Regions from separate parts of the Arachis hypogaea genome. Here region 2 is linked to region 1. Evidence: chromatin contacts called from public Hi-C data. All regions are on one chromosome and are shown on one strand. The core of a region is the stretch at or near the end of the contact, and the rest is flanking DNA. Distances in the headings are between cores, read along the strand shown. Region 1 holds the start of LOC112754817 (shikimate kinase 1, chloroplastic-like). Region 2 holds the start of LOC112754825.

Region 1 (3,784 bases), core at 338-2,837:
TACTCTAGTCACTAGTTCATTGATCTAATCGGTCCAACTGGTGGTTCAACCGAAAAAATCGTTTTAGAATAGAATAATAAATAAATTATAAATACACATCCTAAAATATAATTATAGTCTAATATAAATCTTAAAATATCTTCGAAATTTAAAATACTACATAAAATATCATCAACCAAATACATATGATCTTATCAAAATTCAAACTCAAAAGTTAAGTAGTAATAAAAGCATATCTAAATGAGGAGTGCTACACATACAAGTCATTTTTGTTTACAAGTCTTACAAGTTGGGCCTAACACGCGCGTTACTGAACCATCTTCGCGTGTTTCATCTTCGTTTCCTTTTTAAGAAGCGTGAAAATGGCGTGAATATAAATGACTTGTATGATTTGTATGGAAAAGTGTTCTCTCTTTGCCTTCGATCTCCTTCTGTTTTTTTTTTATTTTCATGGTTTCTGAAATCAAGCTTTGAAATTGTTTTGAAGATGGTGGAACTTCAGAAATACACCCGAACGATTACAAAAATACACCCAAACGATTACAGAAATACACCCAAAGGATTTAAGAAATACACCCAATATAGGGAGAGACAGTATATTTCTTCTTGAAATCAATACACCCAAAGGATTTAAGAAATACACCCAAAATTCATTGAAGTACACCTTATGCATAATTCAGAACTCTTTCTCTTTTTCCTCCTCATCTTCTGCTGCTTCTTCTTCTTTAAAAACGATTTCAGAGCTTGATGTCAAAAAATAATGGAAATCGAGAATAACGAAGAAAGAAAACAAAGAGAAAAGCACGTAAATGAAGAAGAAGAATAGGAAGAGGAAGAAGAACATGCAGCAAGAAGACGAAGAAGAAGGAGAAAGAGAAGGCAAGAAACGTACCTTGAATAATGTTTCTTCGTTTTTTCTGGTGATTTTGATGAAGGAGAAAGAGAAAACGAAAAGAGGAGAAGAAATTTCAATAAAAAAAGAGGGAGGAAGAGAAGAAAAAGAGACACGGAGAAAGAAGAAGAAGAGGAAGAGGAAGAAGAAGAGAAAGCACGGAGAAAGAAGAAGAAAAAGAGGCACACAAAAAAAACGTGAAACGGTGTGTTTATAAATGACTTGTATGACTTGTATGGAAAATCTATTGTATGTGGAGAATTACTCTATCTAAATATTAAATCCCGATATAGCTGAAATTAATAAAAATTGCTTCTTGATTAATACTATTTTCCATAACTGAAATTAATAAAACAGATATGAAATTAAAAACAACCACAAGCCCACAACACAATGAACATTAACAATGAAAATTAACAGCATGGAAAATTGAAAATTAACCATGTTCATAACCTAAATCAAAAGCCAAACACAATGAAAATTAACATCATATTCCTAACCACAACACAAGACCATATCAGCAATTCCGCCTACAACATTTCTACTTACAGCATTTAGCCATTTAACAATATTGCAAAATAGAGTGAATTTCCACTTTTCAGCATTAACAAAACAGAATAATAAATTAACAATTACAAAGTAACAAATTAAAATAGAGTAATAAATTAACAATTACAGAGCAGCAAAAGTATAAAACACTAAATTGAAGACTCAAGAAATTGAACAGAAATCGAAGTTCCCAGAAATTGAACAGAAATCGAAGGGTTCTGAGATTGCAGGAATGATGGGATCTGGAAAGACAACTGTAGGGAAGATTCTGTCACAAGTGCTTTGTTATTCGTTTTTTGATAGGTTGGTACTGACTGTAATTAAGATCAGAAATTATTTCAAGGGAACAATATATGTATATAGTTCCGCCTCAACATTTTCTGTAGCAATCTTTTTTCATGGGACCAGCGATACATTGATTGAGGAGGAGGTTGATGGAACTTCAGTAGCTGATATATTCAAGCACTATGGAGAGACTTTTTTCCGTGATAAAGAGGTCAGTTCAAAAATATCTTCAGTTTATGCGATATAAATCTCCTTACCTTTGTGTAATAAGGACACTTGTTATTGTATCATATCAATGTTTATGTGATTCTTTTGTTGTTTTATTATTATTATCACAATATAGCCATTCATTTTCTGTGGTTATTTTCACGGTTGCAGACTGAGGTGTTGCGGAAGTTGTCAATGACGCATAGACATGTTATATCCACGGGCGGAGGTGCTGTTGTGAGGCCTATTAATTGGTATACCAATTTAATCTTCATGTTAACGATGAACTCTTATGGAGATTATTGAGTCTTCACTTATACTTAATTATATGTGGAATTGCTAGGAAATATATGCACAAAGGGGTTAGCATATGGTTGGATGTACCTGTAGAAGCATTGGCTCAGAGAATAACAGCTGTAGGAACTAATTCTCGCCCACTTCTACATTCTGAAGTAGGAGATGCATACACTAAGGTAGTAATCAATATGAATTTGATCACAAAGTGGAGCAATTGGGATCAATATTGATTTTACACTTTGGATTTAATTTGCAGACTTTCATGCGTTTGTCTTCTCTTTTTGAAGAACGAAGCCAAGCATATGCAAATGCCAATGCCAAGGTCTCCTTAGAAAGTATGGTTCTCAATAATATTATTTCTTCTTCTCTAGTACCTTACTTAAATATGTGGAAATATAGCACTAGAGTAACATAACTATCTCATGGTATGCTTCCTAGAAAATCTGTATATGATTATTGTGTTATTTTGCAGATATAGCAGCAAAACTGGGCCAAAAAGATGTATCAGATTTGACTCCAACTGCTATTGCAATTGAGGTCATGTCACTTTCTGCCTTATTACCTTCTGATTCCTAAACTTAATTGTTTGCTCTTGATTACATACAATTGAAAACATTAGTAGAATTACCATTGGAACGCTTTCACTTATCTGACTTGAGGCTGTGTATTTCTCAGGCTCTGGAACAAATCCTAGGCTTTCTAAAGAGTGAAGATGGATATTGCTAGCTCAAGCTGGTTATAATTTCTCTTCAAACCTCATTTAGTGCAGGAGAATATGCTTTTCCTTTGTGTTTGGAAAGAATTGATGTAATGCGGCACCAACATGGCACATATTTAATGTTCATGCACGATTAGTGTTACATAATTTGAGAGGAACTGGAAGCAGCAAGTATTCAGTATATACAGTTTTGATTTTTTGTTCCATTATAAACAGGCGCAAAGCACGTGCATTGTGATATGATATGGTTATATCAGCTCGTGGTAAAGTGACCCTAAATTCATTCTTTTCTACTTGGCATACACTGGTGTTCAATTAACATTATCTGTGGTAAAGTGACCCTAAATTCATTCTTTTCTACTTGGCATACACTGGTTCAATTAACATTATCTTGTCCATATGCGCTTATGTTTAACTGCACTCTCCAGAGATGAACAAATTTATTACTAGTTCATAAGCTTGAACAATAATAATCTACTTAACTAATTATCCATACTAAGCATACCAAAACTCTCTTTTAAAACCTTTTAGGTAATATTAATATATAATTCCTCTTGTTTGAGAATTTGGATTAGCAATTACTTTCTAAGAAATGTTTGGAACTTTGGATTACTGTCTAATAGTTAAGGGAAGAAAGGAAGAAGATGCTAGAACAAATATGCAGAGTGCACCAATGCTTAAAGTAAGACGGTCCTAGGGTAGACAATAAAATGAAAAAGAATAATTTTCAAAACCAATGAGAAGATCTTCTATGCTTCCTTTTACTATGCCAACTTTGAAGCCTAAAAATCATCAAATGAATTCCCACAAATGCAAAATTGAAGACAAAATCACTG
Region 2 (3,784 bases), core at 637-3,136, 210 kb after region 1:
AGTCCTCAATATCCAAACCCAAGCTCTAACCTCTATTCTCTACTTCCAAGACACTGATTTAAGCATCAGGATCCGGTTTTAAGAGCAAACCCACCTGTAAAAATCAGTTCTTTCTTCCCATGAATTCTGTTTCTGTAGGTTCCTTCCACCCCATAACCCCACCACTATGCAAATTCCACCAAAACCTTCAATTGAAGCACCAACATGTTTATCTCTGTGGCAGTGCTTTCAAATTTTCATCAAATTCCCTAAAATCAAAACCCATTAAGCCTATTTCGACTTTGCTGCAAGCCACTGAGTCAGACACAGATGCCCAAGTTTCAATCCCTGAGGGTTCTGCATCCGTTGTTTACATTGAAGAAGTTGTTGAAAAGGACTGGTCTATACTTGATTCTGTTGAGTCAAATTCTAATGTAGAATTCAAGAGAAGCATTGAACGAATTGTATCTGCTGGGAATGTTGAAGAGGGTTCAAGGGTCTTAGTCTTAACTGGGTCTGAAGAGTTTGTGGATACATTGGTGGGTTTGTGTAAGTCTCTTTTTGTGGTGCACGATTCACTTCTGATATTGGCTCTTATTAAAGAGAAATATGATAAGGTTAAGTGTTGGCAAGGAGAGATTGTGTATGTTCCAGAGAAATGGGCTCCTCTTGATGTTGTTTTTCTCTATTTTCTTCCTGCTTTGCCCTTCAAACTTGATGAGATTTTGGGGTCTTTGGCTAAGAAATGTTCACCTGGTAAGTTTTTCTCTTGTGATTGAAGTTTGTTCTTTTCCTTGTTACTTTGCATTTCTCTGCAAATTGTGTATTTGAAAATGGACTTGATTTTTATGCACCATGTTTTACACACATTTCTTAAAATTCATTCAAAAGAATCCATTTATCTGGATGACGAAAAGTTTGATAGTGTCAAAATTGGTTAAAAGAAGGATGATAGTGTGGATATAGTTTGGTTATTAATGATGTATTATGAGGTAGAAATTAAAACGGTTTGCAATTTTAATTGTAACATCTACACTTCTTCACACATCTTGTCTTTCATCAAGCTTTTAATAATTTTTGCCCCATTAAACGAAATTGCTCTGGAGAGAATGCTATTTGCATTCCAAGATTTCTACACCTATTACCAAAGCCTAGCTCTTAATTTGCTTGAACTGAAGTTTGAATAAGAGGATAGATTAAAAATGTCAAATTTCTAATACTCCTTAGGTACTACACTTTGGTATAGAAGCTAAAATTTTCAAGTGTATTAGAACAGTGCACCAAACATAGTAGCAAACTTGATAGATTTTCTTATTGCACATATATTTTAGCTCAATTGTTGTTCCCTCTTTTGAAACTTAGGTCAGAGCTCTGGATACTTATTCTTTCTGTAATTTTGCATCTGACCTGTAGGTGGACGGGTGATTATCAGTCATCCGCAAGGGAGACTAGTGTTAGAACAGCAACGAAAGCAGTATCCGGAAGTTGTAGTTTCAGACCTACCTGATAGGACAAGTTTACAAATTGTTGCAGATGCTCATTCTTTTGATTTGGCTGAATTTGTAGATGAACCTGGCTTTTATTTGGCTGTTCTAATTGCCCAGGAGCTTAAAAACTAGAGTAGAGATTCATAGCAGTAGACAATTTAGTTGGACTTTCTTTTTTATGGTTTTTGGCTTTATGATTGTTACCTTTAAATTTTTGGATGAAAAGTGAGACTATAAATCAATTCAATGTTGCTGGTACAAGAGGCTTCTCTTTCTTTTCTAAAATACATTGTCCATAATTTTGGAATTGTATACTTATATATTTGTGCTTGTAAGTAACTTTGGTTTAGCACCTGCCCACTGCTGCATATACTTGTACATTGTCCGCCGGCGCCATTACCACTTCCGTGTCCGTTGCAGTAGAGAGCTTCTGGATCGAGCCACCTATCTTATCAACATGTTTTCAGATCTGTCTCTCTATACTGTCGTTGCTGTCACTGTTGCCACCGCAGTTTCCGCCGCCGTTGTCGCCACAGTTTTTGACGTCGATGCCGCCGTAGTTGAAGTGGTACAACGCATTTTCAAATCTGTTCACTCCCGAGCTTCTTCTTCAACGCCGCTTTCTCTCACTCCAATTTCTTCTTTGAACTGCCGCTGGTACTTTTTCTTTTTCTTCCCTATTAATTTGCTGATATTTCTTCTTTGTTAACAATAAATTTTTTCTCTGACTCTTTCATGAAGTAGCTAGCTCTCTGTGCCTCTCACTCCACGCACTCAAAAATCTAAACACTCTTCAATTCATTCATTCACTAACTCGCATTCCGCACATGAATTCTCTACTTCTTGGTTCTTTTCCTAATAAAGCTTCGCTAGTTACCCCTAGTATGCTATGCTATTTGTAATGTTGTTTTGTAACTAAAAATGACAATGGAATCTGCAAATGTGATGTATTCGAATCTAGTATTTTTTTCTATTCTTCTTCGTTTTTCTTTTCCAGTAATTGGAGGATGAAAAATTGATTGATTTACTGTGAAGTGTGTACATAAATAGTTTTTGCTACTCTTTCTTTAATTTTTTTCTTTCTTTTTAATTAATTTTTCAGGTGGAAGTTGTTGGAGGAGTAAGAATTGGAATTGTTTGACTAGTATGTTCAATATCTCATATTTATTATTTTTTTGTTTCAGTAAACTTGATAAACATGAATGGAAAAAGAAAAATGGAACCATTTATGAATATATAAATCTTCAGTTGTCATGATTTAATGACTATTAGCAGTTTAGCAATGCTCTTTTTAAGTTTACTTGGGGTATGCCGCTCTGGCTATGATAATGATATCAGTTAGTTGAGTAATTGACTCTCTTCACAGGGTCCTAGCTGTTCCCTTTGACAATAATTATGAAATTCTTATTTTAACAATAATTATGTTAAAATTCAATTTTTCTGTATGCATTGTTTTCGGCTTCTCGCCTTAGGGTTTTAACGTTACCTGAGCTGTTTATGCAGACAACAAAGATTGTTGCAAACTTGATTGTGATGGGAGGGAGCATCTTGGCAAGAGCAGTTGTTTAGGCATATCGCCAAGCACTTACTAGTATGTTTTATAAGTTCGTGATTGATAGATTTGTCACTTGTGTGAACAGCATATCTGCATTTAGTTTACCATTCAATTCCTGTAATCCTGTGATTTTGTCATATTCTTTATTTATAAATATTGTTGGTTCCCCTTATATTTACCATATGCTAATATTGCTCAATTATCACCCAGCAGAGAAATTATTTTATCATTCAATTGTTACTCATTCAGTTTCTAACTAGCATTTAAGGGGTACTGATTGGTGTGGGATGATTTATAGCTGTGATACCTCCCCTATGAGCTTTAGTGGCTATATTGGAGCAGATTTCATATGGGAAGACAGCCGCTAATAATAATAGCAGAGGCAGAGCTTTGTACTGAAGTTGGAATTGTTATCAGAGGTATTGTTATCACTATTACCCTTTTTAATGCTCCTTTTCAATCTTAATTTCGATTCATTGTTATGCTTCCATAATGTATTACCCGTTGTTCAATGGATTTGTGGTCAACTCCTGATTTTAATTCTTCTTTTGGCGTCTACTTCACTAATGATATATGATAACTGCTAAGCTGATAACCCTCTTATTTAACTTCATATAACTATTTTCATAAAGCATATGGAGCTGGTTATTCTCTGCCAGCTTTACATACATGCATGTGTACTGTCATCACCAATCATCAATAGTAACATTTTTTGTGATTTTAAAATTCAGGATAATATAAAGAGGCCTAATATTTTCAACAG

What was found. A called contact is a pair of places that touch in the nucleus more often than the background predicts.
Region 2: a Hi-C map of leaf shows a contact between it and region 1, with 6 times the contacts expected there. The contact joins the promoter of LOC112754825 here to the promoter of LOC112754817 in region 1. A contact is called at or near these places in 2 of 8 Hi-C or Micro-C datasets (both in leaf).

The regions. Positions count from the first base shown.
Region 1 is chr16:122,586,885-122,590,668 of arahy.Tifrunner.gnm2.J5K5, forward strand. LOC112754817 (shikimate kinase 1, chloroplastic-like) reads left to right here and starts at 1,588. Exons shown (of 7, transcript XM_025802597.3): 1 at 1,588-1,744; 2 at 1,850-1,937; 3 at 2,105-2,187; 4 at 2,277-2,406; 5 at 2,487-2,565; 6 at 2,703-2,767; 7 at 2,906-3,298. The coding sequence starts at 1,674. The coding sequence ends at 2,956. LOC112754818 (large ribosomal subunit protein eL6z) reads right to left here. Exons shown (of 7, transcript XM_072221037.1): 7 at 3,767-3,784.
Region 2 is chr16:122,799,504-122,803,287 of arahy.Tifrunner.gnm2.J5K5, forward strand. It overlaps LOC112754825, which reads left to right and starts at 1,887. Exons shown (of 8, transcript XM_072221040.1): 1 at 1,887-2,123; 2 at 2,569-2,610; 3 at 2,970-3,057; 4 at 3,320-3,440. It overlaps LOC140172860, which reads left to right. Exons shown (of 4, transcript XM_025802608.3): 3 at 1-735; 4 at 1,393-1,751. The coding sequence starts at 120. The coding sequence ends at 1,598.